Regions from separate parts of the Sus scrofa genome. Here region 1 is linked to region 2. Evidence: chromatin contacts called from public promoter capture Hi-C data. All regions are on one chromosome and are shown on one strand. The core of a region is the stretch at or near the end of the contact, and the rest is flanking DNA. Distances in the headings are between cores, read along the strand shown.

Region 1 (6,559 bases), core at 2,428-4,927, 400 kb before region 2:
ATCCCTGGCAAGACATTGTCCACTGGGAATCAGCTTGTGTCCCCCACTCCCCAAAAAAAAGATAGGTTCAAGTCCTAACCCTAAACCTGTGCACATGAACTTAATCATAAAATAGGGTCTTTGCAGGGTAAACAGATGTCCTTAGAAGAAGAAATTTGGACAGAGACCCAGAGGGAAGATGGCCAGGTGAAGATGGAGCCGCACTTGTCACGGCAATGACACATCTACAAGCCAGGGGTCACCAGGAGTCACCAAAAGCTAGGAGAGAGGCAAGAAAGGTATTACAGGCCGAACGTGCCTCCCCGAATTCATATATGGAAGCCCTAACCCCTACTGTGGCTATATTTGGGGATGGGGTGTCTAACGAAGTAATTAAGGTTAAATGAGGTCATAAGAATAGGGCCCTGATCTGATGGGGTTAGTGGCCCTCTAAGAAGAAACTCCAGAGGAAGTTCCCGTTGTGGCTCAGTGGAAACGAACCTGACTAGCATCCATGAGGACGCAGGTTTGATCCCTGGCCTCGCTCAGGGGGTTAATGATCTGGAGTTGCGTGAGCTGTGTTGTAGGTCGCAGACACGGCTTGGATCTGACACTGTTGTGGCTGTGGCTTAGGCCGGGAGCTACAGCTCTGATTCGACCCCTAGCCTGGGAACCTCCATATGCTGCAGGTGCAGTCCTAAAAAGACCAAAAACATAAAAAGAGACACCAGAGAGCTTGCTCCCTCTCTTCCTCTTCAGGCACTCAGAGAAGAGACATGTAAGGAGAGTGAGAAGGTGGCCATCGGCAACCCAAGGGGAGGTCCCTCGCCAGAACCCAGCCACCCGGCACCTTGATCTTGGACTTCAGGCCTCCAGGACTGTGAGGAAATAAATTCACTTTGTTTTAAGCCACCAAATTTGTGGTCATTAGTTACAGCATCCATAGGACCTTAAAACCATTCCATTGGAGTTCCCATCATGGCTCAGCGGTTAAAAAAAAAAAAACCCACTAGGATCCATGAGGATGCAGGTTCAATCCCTGGCCTCCCTTAGTGGGTTAAGGATCTGGCATTGCCGTCAACTGTGGTGTAGGTTGCACATGTGGCTCAGATCTCTGTTGCTACAGCTGCGGCATAGACCAGCAGCTGTAGCTCCAATTGGACCCCTAGCCTGGGAACCTCCATATGCTGCAGGCATGGCCCTAAAAAAGTAAACAAACAAACAAAAAAAACTTTTCCATCAATCACATTTGCAGGGCCTGGCCAGAGAGTGAACAGTGGATTCAGCTGGGCCTGTTGAGCTATTTCCCCCCCACCCCAACACATCCGGGATATTTACCACCTGAATGGACTGGTATAACAGTGGACCCTTGAACAACACAGGGGCTGGGGTCACCGACCCCCTGCACAATCAAAAATCTAAATATAACCTTACAGTCTGCAGATTCGGCCAGTCATGGATTGTGTAGTACTGTAGTGCCTACGTAGTGGGGGAAAAAAAAGAAAAAAAGACCTATGAATTGACTCATGATGCACAGTTCAAACTCATGTTCAAGGGTCACCTGTATTGGTTTATAAGTCCTGTTGCCATTTCTTGAGTGCTCACAGCATGCCAAGGAGGATGCTAACTGCTTTGCGAGTTTTATTCTCTTTTCCCTTGCAGATACGGAGAAATCCAGCATGGTTTGCCAATGGGAACCAGTAGCTGCTTCTGCCCTTGGGGTGCTCACAACCTGGTGGGGGAGACAGGTAAACAGGTCACAACAAGCAGAGTCACAGGTGCTCTGATAGGGAGGGTAGAGAGTACCGAGAGGATCCAGAGTCTCAGCATGTAAGCTGAAGGAGGGGAAAATCGGGGAAGGCTTCCTGGAGGAGGTGACCCCCCAAGCAGGGTTCCCACTCTGCCATAACTTAGTGTAGGGCTCTCACGGCAAATCTCCTTTGGACCTCATGAATGATGTAAGGACAAAGTATTAGGGACCAAGGACTCCTCGGCTTCCCACTTGAGGAAGGGTTCTAGGTCCTAGAAACTGCTCCATGATACTTCCCCTTACATCCTATTGGCTTTATCCCATTAGTTTAACCTCATGATCTCATTATTGCAAGGGAGGCTGGGAAATAGTTTTTCATGTGAGGGAGGCCTGGGCCCAGCAAATATATTATACAACTAAGAAAGGAAAGGAGAACAGATAGGGGCTTCACTTCAGGGAGGAAAGGTTGACAGGATCCAGAGGGAGAGTTTGAACTTGACCCTGATGATGATAGGAAGCCTGTGATGACGTGAATTACCTCAACATCACAGGGAGGAGCTGCCCAGACCCCCAGCAGCTATCTGTCCGACTCCCTAATGAATTAGAGCAGCCGAGAGACGGCCGGTGACATTGAGTCTGTATTTGCCCACCCTCTCTGAACACCCTGTGCAGTTCATTGGACAAATCGAACTTTTTGAGCAGCTCCTGTGTGCCAGGTAGTGCCTGGGTGGGGAGAGGTGGTTATTTTAAATAGGATGTTCGTGGAAGAGCTCACTGAGAAAAGGAGGCTTGGGCACAGGCCCAAAGCAGGTGGGTGTCCTGGGGAGATGCTTCCCTGGTGAATAGGCTAGTCAGTACAAAGCACTTGAAAGGACCATGATTGATTGGGGTGGTTGGAGATGGGGAGGGGGGAGCGACTGTAAGAATCCTGGCTTCTCTTTCTGTCCAAGGTGGGGTGCCTCCAAGGGTTTGAACAGAGGAGGGATGTGATCTAACTTTTGTTTTTATTTTTATTTTTTTATTTTTTTATCTTTTAGGGCCACACTGGCAGCATATGGAGGTTCCCAGGCTAGGGGCTGAATCCAAGCTGTAGTTGCCAGCCTATGCCACAGCCACAGCAACGCAGGATCCAAGCCGAATCTGTGACCTACACCACAGCTCACAGCAATGCCAGATCCTTAACCCACTGAGCAAGGCCAAGGATCGAACCTGCGTCCTCATGGATGCTAGTCAGATTCGTTTCCGCTGAGCCACGACGGGTACTCCCTGACTTTTGTTTTTAAAAGATAGCTCTGCCTGCTTTATTCTCACAAGTTTTTAGACAAAAAAACAAAAACAAAAACAAAAACCCAGAGGTGTCTACACTACCTTCTTCAGCGCCCCCCTAGCACACCAACGTCCCCTGGGAACAACCCAACCAAGACTTCACGGGATCCTAAGATACCTAGCTAGCTCTCCATATACTGTCCTGGGGAGTTTAGGAAATAACCCATTTCCTTTAAAAACACTTACTTCTGTTGCTTGGTCACTCTAATAACGCCCCATGAATCTGATGTGGACCCTCAGATGCGCATGTAAGTGCGTGCACATTTTACATCTGTGGTCCTCTGTGCTTAGAAGTTTACCCAAAGTGCAACAATTGCATGAGATTTCATTTCCCGTTAGACGCCAATTAACACTGAGATTTTTGATTCGCCTGGTTTTGGCGACTTGCTGAGTGCGGGAGTGAATGAAATGAGTACCAGCTATTTTTAATGAGTACTAAAAGCAAGGATAACAATTAATATATAGCTAGCACGCTGGTTAACCGCGCAGGCAAAGCCGGACAAGTGAGAGCAAACCTAGGCAGGCGCCTCCACAGGGCTGCGCCTGTCTGCCGGCGACGCTAGCACGCATGTGCGGCCTGGCAGGTAGGCGTGGCCACAGGGTGATTCGAGAGACGCACGCTTAGGGGGTGGGGCCGCGCCTGCGCAGGCCGCCCCTCATGGCGGCTGCCTGGGCACAGTGGTGAGTGGATCGGGTGGAACTTCAGGCTGCGGCCAGCCGCAGGTAAGCCCCGGGGAGAGGCGGCGGCACGGAGTGGGGTCCGAGGGGCCTCCTGGCTCTGAGCCTGGCTCTCAGGTGCAAGCTCCCATCGACCTGAATCCTAAGTTCCCACTTAGCCTCAGTTTCCCCTTTTCGGCAAGGGTGTTGGAAGAAGTCCCTGCTGTCACCTGGGTTTCAGTCCCCAGTCCAAACAGCCCCTCTGGGTTTCGGATTAGGGAGGGAGGGTGGTGCCCGGGCCGCGACTGCAGTTTGAGAGACCCATGCTTAACCCGCTAGAGTGGAGTTCAGGGAGGTTGCAAGACAGAAGGAAGAGCCCCAGGGGAGGAGGGCCCTGGAGCCCGTCTCCAGCTCTCCACGCCGTGGCCAGTGCTGTGTCTTTGTCCACATACCCGGGCCTGAATTCCAGACTCCGCACCCAGTCCTGGTTGTGGATGAGCTTGTGACACCCCCAAAGAGAAAGTCTAGGAAGACAGAGAAGTATTTCAATCCCTAGATCCCAGCAAAACCGCTTTGAGGGGACAGCCCTAACTGGAGATCTCTTAAGGAGGATGACCGATGGCAGTATCCGCATCTGGCTCCTTAGAAGAGCTAAGGGCATTTAACTGCCGTGGGGTGAACCTGCAGCTCAGAGGAGGGGGCGGGGATCCCGTCTGCAGTCGGGATGTCCTTTCCTTCCTCTCCAGTGAGGCGAGGGGACTGAAGCCCGTGCAGGCCCAGCATTCCCCGACAGAGACTGAGTTAGCTATTCCTAAATAGAGAAACTATTAACCTTTTTTCCATCTTCAGCACACCCTTTAATAGTTATTCTTATCAGTGCTATGATTTGCTGTTGTTATTTGCTGAGCATTTACTGCGTCCTGATCCCTGAAAGTCATCACTCGTTTAATTCTCACACAGACCTGGAAACCAGTACAAGGTGCCTCTCTATTCCCGGAGATCTGGTTCTAGGAAAAGCCCCCTTAAAACGACTCCATTAAACCAAGTACTCAATGGTAGAGTGTGTATCCTTGGAAGCTTGGGCAAGTTAAATTTTAAAATAGAAATTTCAGCTAGAAAATAATATGAGTTTATTTTATTTGTCTATGTGAGCTGAAGTTTGGCACTTGCCATCAGCCTCTGCTTGGAGTAAAACATAAGCCACTGCAGCTGTCAATCCGCAGCAGCCCCTGAGTTGGAGCTCAGGGTGGAGACCAAGGAGGGAGGCACTCAGTCAGCGCTCTGGGAAAACCAAAAGAATAAGACTTCAGATAGATATTTTTAGGAGAAAATTTTATGAGCCTAATTCTTGCATTTCCTCATATCCAGAAAAACACAGTGATGAGATCTGCTCCTTGTGATTAGTCGTAACCTTCACGAGACCAGCAGCAAACTTGTGTAAGATGTGTGCTTGGCTGCAGGCTCCCCGCCCACACACACACCTTTATGACTTCATCTCCATAGTCCACCTTTCCTCTTTGGGGCAGGATTCCAGGGCTATCTGAAATACTGCCTCCTGGGTTGTAGTTAGTGGGCAGAACAAAAGATGTCACAGTCATCTGAGAGAACAGCCACTCCCAAGGGTGGGCCAGTGAGCCCTGAGGGAACTCAGGGAAGCTTATCGAAGGAGCCCTTCTGGTAAGCCCAGACCCAGACCTTTCCGTCTTCCCAGAGAAACGGCTTTCTGTCAATCTTTTGTTCCTCCTGCCTCCCCTTTGTTGCAAAAACTCCTGTATCCTAGCTTCCCCTCTTGCCTCCTCGGAGCGGTTTCTTGGGGCTACCTGATGATGCCATCTCCTGGGCTTAAGTCCTAATGTCACCCCAAATAAAATTAACTCTCAACTTTCACATTGAATTTTTTTTAGTCAACATCTATACATAAGAACCCTGGGTGCACAGTTGCAATATTTTCTCCCAGGACATCTTTCAATTCTGGAACAGCCAAATCTGCCTTTCCAGCAATTGGTTGTGGTCGATCTAACTAAACTGTATGTAGACTGGATCCTCTTCCTGGACCCATCCTAATATCTCTAGTCCTCACTGTTTGAGGGCTTTCCTCGACACCAGGAGATCCTGGATCCATCACCATATTCACAGCCTCGCTTCACAACCCACTTGCTTTGTGCTGCCTTATGGTGTCCGATAGGAAAGCCAGCATGGAGGTTAATTTATAATGGAGCAAGGGAGTGGCTTTTTTTAATTAAAAAAAATTTGTGTTGGCACAACTTTTGCTTCCGCAGGGCAAGTACTTAAATGTAGGAACTAGTTACAGACCGCGTGGGTTATGATGATGCCGTTTTCCAGTTGAAAGAATGGAGAGACCAGAGAGGTTTCATGACGTGCATGGAGCACACAGCTAGTGCACACACCGACCTAGAAAGGACTGGTTTCTGTAAGAGGTCAGGGATCGTGGGCAGGTTTGGGTCAAACACCTGAAACCAACTCCAAGATAGGGAAGTTCTGGGATTTATTAACAACTGCTGGGCCAAAGACTGCTCAGAGCTTGTCACCTGCCCCCCTCCACCCTTCCCACCCGCAGAACCATGCAAGGAGAGAATATAGCTGAAGAAACAAGTCAGAGAGGTGAAGTAACTTTCCCAAGGTCACATCGCAAGGAGGTGGGAGACGGGGGTGTACACCTGCTCTGCCCGGCATCACAGCCCAAGGCTCTGTCTGCGCGCTGCTGATGTTTGCTGCTTTTTGTTGAGGTGGAACGTTTGAATGGCAAAATCTTCCTGTTTTTGACCACTTTGCCTCAGGCATGGTTTTCCAAATTTTAGTTATTGTCATGACACCCTCATAACTTTT
Region 2 (6,691 bases), core at 103-2,602:
ACGAAGCAGAAAGAAGGGCAGTGTGGCTGGGCAGCCCTAGCCAAGCAGAGAGTGGAGTTCAGATGAACGCAGAGGAGGCGGCGGGGCCAGATCCTGCCGGGACTTGTAGCCCACAGTGAGGTCAGATTTTCTTCCAAAAGTGATGGCTTTACAGCCAAACCGCTTTGTAGAAGGGCGCTTTCGCAGCCCCTGGGACTTATCCAAGCCCCCGTGGCTCGTACCCCCGCCGTCAGCGTATGAGTCTAAGGGCCAGTTTTGCATCTGTGCGGTCATCGCCCCTTTACGTGGCTTCTTCCTCTCCAGACCTTGAGCCCCTGGGACGTCCCCAGCCTGGTGACCACAGCGCGCAGCTCGGCGCCTGGTCCACAGGAGGCGCGCAGCCCGGGTGATGCGGAGATCGCACACGGCAGGTGATTGAGAAATCGGCGCAGAACTAACCCCCTGGAAACCCGGCCTCCCACTTGGCGCGGCCACGAGGATTCCCGGCCGGAGGAGGCGGGGGCTGGCGCGTGACGCAGGCTGCAGCACATGGCCCAGGAGTGTGCTTTTTGGGACAGGTGCGGGGGCCGCCAACTTCACGAAGGCACAGACGCAGCCTGGCCGAGGCACAGCTCTCCTGCCGAGGTTTATTTTCGGCTTTGTGAGTCGGCTGCGCGGCCGCAGAGGTCTAGTCAAGGGACGGGTCAGGGTGGGGGGCGGGCGCAAGAGCCCCCTGGACGCAACGAGAAGCGAGCCGCGTGAGTGGTGGCGGCCCGCCGGCCTAGCCACTTAGAAGTTTTTTTGTGGACTCCAAGGCTCAACTTGCTAATCTAGGAAATTGGTCTCTGAAATAAACGAAGACTCGCTTCGCAAGTTCATTCACCTTCTTCACTTCCCTCTTCTCTTTGGAAGCCCAAGAGTCTGGCGTAGGAGGCTGTCACCCACTACATCCCTCAGTCCCAGGGGCCCAGTAGCTGGACTAGACTTTGCGTCCCCCGGGGCCTCGGAAGCGCCGGAAAAGCCCCCTCGGGGTGCGGCCGCGGGGCCAGGTCACGTGACCCCCGCACGCCGCCTGGCAGCTGCGGCTGCAACTAGCGCGCATGCGCATTTCTCTATCCTCCCCACCTCGGTTGGCTCCGACGCAACCACTGTCAGCTCCTCCCCTCTGTCCCAGTCTTCATCCTTCCTGACTTTCACTCCCTTTCCCCCGCCCACTGGTTACGTCAGGCGGACAGGCCTACGAGCCAATCACGGCTCTATATTCAGGGGACGGCACGCGGAACCGGTCGGATCGGACCAATGGGGGCTCTCGGAGTGGGCGCGCCCCAACTGGGCAGGGGAGCCGGGGCCGAGTGGGCGGTGCTTCCCCAGTCAGCATGTGGGCGGGGGAGGGCGGTGACCAGCAGCCGCAGAGGCGTCGACGGCGGCGGCGACGACGAAGACGTTCCTCAGTCTTCGGGGTGGGCTCGGTGGCGCAGGCCGGGCTTCGCGGAGGTCTCGGTGGTCTGCGGCGGCGGCCCTAGAGAGGCCGCGGCGCTATGGCGTGGTGGTAGACCGGCTCAGGCCGGCGAGGCGAGGGGCGGCGGCGATCATCCGGTCCGCGGCGACCTTCGGCGGGGCCCGGGGGTAGGGAGACTCGGGGCGGGGGTCGTCCCGGACAGCGCGGGGCCGCGGGGCGGGGCTCGCAGGCCGTCGGGGTGCAGGAGGTCTGGGTCGCCGCGAGGAGCCGCCGCCGGCCGCTGGGCCCCGCCACCGGGCCGCTCGACGACGACGCTCCCGCGGGAGCCCCGCCTGAGGAGGACGCGGCGGCGGCGGCGAGGCCGCGGGAGGCCGCGGAGGATGGAGGAGCGGAAAGAGGAGGGCGAGGCCGAGATCCAGGAGCACGGGCCCGAGCACTGGTTTTCCAAGTGGGAGCGGCAGTGCCTGGCCGAGGCGGAGCAGGACGAGCAGCTGCCCCCCGAGCTGCAGGAGGAGGCGGCGGCCGCCGCGCAGCCCGAGCACAAGCAGCAGAAACTGTGGCACCTCTTCCAGAACTCGGCCACCGCCGTGGCCCAGCTCTACAAAGGTGAGGGCTGCTGCCGCCATCTTGCGCCGTCGCCCCCGTCGCCGCCGCCTAGGGCCCGGCTGTCGGGCGGTCGGCGGAGAGTCCGGGGTTGGCGGTGGGGTTGGGCGGTCTCCGAGGCTCCGGCCGTCGCGTCGCGGCCCTGCCGCCCCCTCCCCGCAAGATGGCGTCGCGGGAGGCGGGCCGTCGGGAGGCGCCCGGGGGGTGGCCCGGGGCGGGCGCTGGGGGCTCCTGCGTTGGGGGCCGCCCGGGGGGCCCCTCGCTTCTGGGGCCGGGCCGCCGGGCGCCCGGGGCCTGTGAGGGGAGGGGAGGGGCCCCCGGTCACAAAATGGCGAAGGGAGGCTCCGGGGCGGCCTATTGTGCCGGAGCCGGTCTCGGGGCGGGGACTTTGAGGGGGCGCCTCCCACCGCCGCGCCTGGGCCCCGGCTGCGCCCCGCGTCCCGCGTCCCCCCCTGGCCGCCCGCCGCGACCCCCTTCCTGCCGGCCCCCGACCCAGTGCGGGATCCCGAAAACCTTGAACAAAATGGCGAAACCTAATATGGCCGTTCCGGAGTGATTGACGCCCAAATAACATTGCTTTCTCTCTCTCTCCCCCCTCCCCCCTCGCCCCGTCTTTGTGCATTTCTTTCTTTCTTTTTTTTTTTTTTTTTCTCTTTTTGTCGTCTTTCAGACCGAGTGTGTCAGCAGCCAGGACTTTCTCTCTGGGTCCCCTTCCAAAACGCAGCCACCGCTGTCACCAACCTCTACAAAGGTAACGCTAACCTTGCTGCATTGCCGACTAAGGGGAAGGGCAGCCTGAGTCAGGGGATAAGTACGGCGTTCCGAGGGCATTGGCCACCTTGACCTGGCCCCGGGTCGAGGAGTGTTTTCTGCTCCTGAATCCAGCCATTAATAGCTTGCAACTAGAGAATACCGGTGGTGGTATATACCTAGATAGCCGATTCTCAGCTAGGGGGCATTTGTCCCCCCTCGGCGACATTTGGCAATGTCTGGGGGCATTTGTGGGTGTCATCATTTAGAGGAGGCTGCTGAATATCCTGTGGTGCTGAAACAGCCTCCCCACTCCCACGTCGGCCCTGGCAGTAGTGTCGAGGTTGAAAAGCTCAAAGCTGGAGACCCTGGGAAGAATTTATGTCTCACAGAGAGGTGGAAGGCACACTGGTGGAAAAGCATCTCTTGGAAAAGGTTTTGAGTTTAGGCAATTCCCAGAATAGTGGTGGCATAGCATTTAAGTGCGTCGAAAAGTAGCTAATTGGAATAATATGTGCGCATATTAGCACCCTGCTTTTTCCTAGCAAGTCATGGATGTTTGCCTTCAAAACCAATTGTACTTCGTTGGCAGGAGATCTGTGATCGGAGTTTGAGTTGATTTGTGTTTCATGGTAGTGCTTTTCTGCAGTTAATCCCCTCCCCGCCCCCATGTGAAGGTATGTGGGTAAATGTTCTTGCCCATCATGCTTCCTTAGTAACAATGGGTTTAGATTTTGTGCATTACTCTCATTTCGAAGATTTGGAAATTTGGGTTTGATTTTTGGCAAGGTTTCTCTGGAAAAAGGATTTGAATTTGAATGCTAGTGTTAGTAATCGTGTAATTAAATCCTTTTAAACTTTTAGAAAGTGCTGATAAATGCTGTAAAGCTTTGTGCATTTCAAAATTATCGAACTTTGTTTCAACTATTGAAGCACAGGCTGTGGATCGACTTGATTCTCAGATTCCTTTTCTTGCATAAGAATGAGCAAATTAAGGTAGCATTTTATGGAAGAAATATCCTTTATTTTGGATTACCTGGGTAGAACTTGCAGGTTTTGGGAATCGTAATTTGAGAACGTAAACAGAATTGAATGGAAAGTTAGGGAATGAGGAACTGATAGGCTAGGCTTAATGAGAAAAGGGAAACAGTATTAAAGGGTGCCAGTGGTCAACTTTGATTTTATGTAATTCAGTTCCTTAGATTTTGACTCTGACATCTATTACTGCTTGAGAGTTTTGAACATTCTCTGGAATGGTTTTTGGTTTCACTGAGGCAGGAAATTTTGAAATATTTGAAACTCATTTTTAAAAAAACTCAACTTTCTTGGGGTATAAATTTATATACAGCGAATCACCTTTTTAAAGATGGATAGCTTGAGTTTGACATACATTGTTAGTGAATGGAATATATTTATCCCCCACCCTCACCCGTGAACACCACGGATCTGCTTGCTGTATGTAGGGTTTTTGTTTACATAATATAATAAATAGAATCTTATGGTATGTAGCTATTTGTGTCTGGCTTCTACTTTTAATGTTTTTGGGGTTGATTTACAGAGTTGGCTTTGCAGGTAGTGATAGCTCAGGGCTTTTTCATTCTCAGTAGTGTTCTGTTTTGTGGAGGTATCACATTTTAGCCATTTGCTTTTTGCAGTTATTTTTTGTTTAAGGGGAAGGCAGCCTGTTTCTTTAGTTCCTTCTATGTGCCAGGCTCTTTGACTAGGTCATACAAAAGTATGAATATCCTCTGGCTTTCAGTTATTGGTACTGTGTGCTCCCAGAATGTTATCTCTTTAGGACTACAGCTGGCAGCTTTCTTTGGTGTTATTTATTTGTTTATTTTCCTTTTTAGGGCCGCACCCGCGGCATGTGGAGGTTTCCAGGCTAGGGGTCGAATTGGAGCTACAGCTGCCAGCCTACGCCACAGCCACACCAGAACCGAGCTGTGTCTACGACCTACACCACAGCTCAGGGCAATGTCGGATCATTAACCCACTGAGCGAGGCCAGGGATTGAACCCTCAACTTCATGGTTCCTAGTTGGATTCGTTAACCTCTGGGCCATGACAGGAACTCCTCTGTTAATTTTTCGTATGAAAAGATAGGCTCAGAAGCTGAACTCGGAAATAAACCTTAATTTGATTACTTGATTTGAAAATGCTTCTTAAAATGTTTTCTTTGTTTAAGAAACTTTAATTAAAGGCCTTAAATTTGTTTTTAAATAAACATGGGAAGTTCTTGCATTACTGCAAATGCTGTATTGTTAGTCCAGCGTTAGTTTTGTCTTGTATCGTGTTTCTGTAAAATGAAATAACGTCTCTAATGGTTATGGTTAGCTGTGGTTTGTGAAGTTTGGTAGTAGTATAGCATCGTTATTAACCGATTCACAGAAAGTGTGGATAAGCTCTGAAGATCTTCAGATTCCTCCTCCTTTTCAGGGTGTGGTCTTTATAAAGAACAAGAGTGCAGCTGTAGGAGTAATTGGGTTCTTAAATAGAACCAATAAAATTAGCAAGATAGTGTCACAGTTCATGTAGCTGTAAGTAGTGATATATTTGGAGTGCTCACAGTTTTGATGAAATATTTACATGGGATTTACGGGGGGGAGATTTCGGGGGGATATCTGGAAATGGGCAATGCTCTTGTGTTGTGTATGATTAAGCCCTTATCTGACAAGCTAAAAATGGCTCATTTTGCAGCCTGGGGAGAGGTTGGCACTTGAACTAGCTCCTTGATAACACCTAAAACGAGCATGAGGGAAAGTCAGAATTGAGGTTAAAGTCTTGCAGAAGGCCCCTTTTGATTGCCTGTGGGGCTTTGAAAAATTGAACATTCGTTTGGTTTAGTGTGGCTGGGTGGGGGGACTTGGAGGAGAGAGAGGCGGGCATCATCAGTGTGGACAGAATTCGGCAAAGTGGAGTGCTAGTTCCTTCTACCTACATAGTAAACTGTTGGGTCAGCCTTTGGCATCCTTTTTTTTGGAAGGTAAGAAAATGGCTGTTTTTTGTTTTTGCTTTGATTTGATAAATGTAAAGAAAGTGATTGGTTTATTAAATACTCAGTAGGGTTGTGTATCTGGCTTAGTACATTGTTTGATTTTTGCAGCTAAAGGCAGTGAAGTTTCTGAGGTGGTTTTCACCAAGCCTGGGTTCATGGTTACCTGACAAATGCATGGTCACGCCTGTCTCTGTCTTGCTGCTTAAATCCACCTCCCATTTCCTTGGGAGACCTGTTTCAGTCTCGCTTGTGACTCCTCATTAGGGAAGTATCCTTTACTGAATTCTAAATTCTTTCTATCATTGGGGCTCCTTGCTCAATAGAGGTTGCATAGGTGGCTGTCTTTTGGGAACAAAACTGTCCTGTTGAACCTCTTGTGGTCAGATGGACCAGTGATTTAATTGTTATTTCTCTCAGCTTTATAATGTTTTCTTTGATTTTTGTTGTAAGTTAAGCTCCAGTCTCCTACCTTCACATTTTAAAACTGTGTCTGAAATGTTAACTGCCTGGAGAGTTCTACCACATATGTTGAGCATTCTCTCCCCCCCCCCCCCTTTTTTTTTTTTTTAATGCTTGCACCCATAGCATGTGGAGGTTCCCAGGCTAGGGATCTAATCAGAGCTGTAGCTGCTGACCTACACCACAGTCACAGCAACGTAGGATCCGAGCGCAACTTAGACCACAACTCACCTACACCACAGCTCACAGCAGCACTGTATTCTTAACCCATTGAGCAAAGCCAGGGACTGAACCCTTGTCATCATGGATACTAGCCGGGTTTGTTACCCCTGAGCCATGAGGGGAACTCCCAGAGCTTTCTCTTGATACTGTTTATATTAAAGGTGTTTCGGATCTTCTCCTCCACCAGCCTTTGCCCCCCCTAAGTGTGACTGTACTCTAGCA

The links. Promoter capture Hi-C pulls out the DNA fragments that hold promoters and counts their contacts.
Region 1: a contact with region 2 is called in a promoter capture Hi-C map of fetal liver, with 4 times the contacts expected there. The contact joins the promoter of METTL22 here to the promoter of C3H16orf72 in region 2. A contact is called at or near these places in 2 of 5 promoter capture datasets (fetal liver and liver) and 1 of 47 Hi-C or Micro-C datasets (liver).

Annotation. Positions count from the first base shown.
Region 1 is chr3:34,052,592-34,059,150 of Sscrofa11.1, reverse strand. It overlaps METTL22 (methyltransferase-like protein 22), which reads left to right and starts at 3,677. Exons shown (of 11, transcript XM_003124617.6): 1 at 3,677-3,778.
Region 2 is chr3:33,649,999-33,656,689 of Sscrofa11.1, reverse strand. It overlaps C3H16orf72 (UPF0472 protein C16orf72 homolog), which reads left to right and starts at 1,352. Exons shown (of 4, transcript XM_003354616.4): 1 at 1,352-2,044; 2 at 2,712-2,792. The coding sequence starts at 1,819.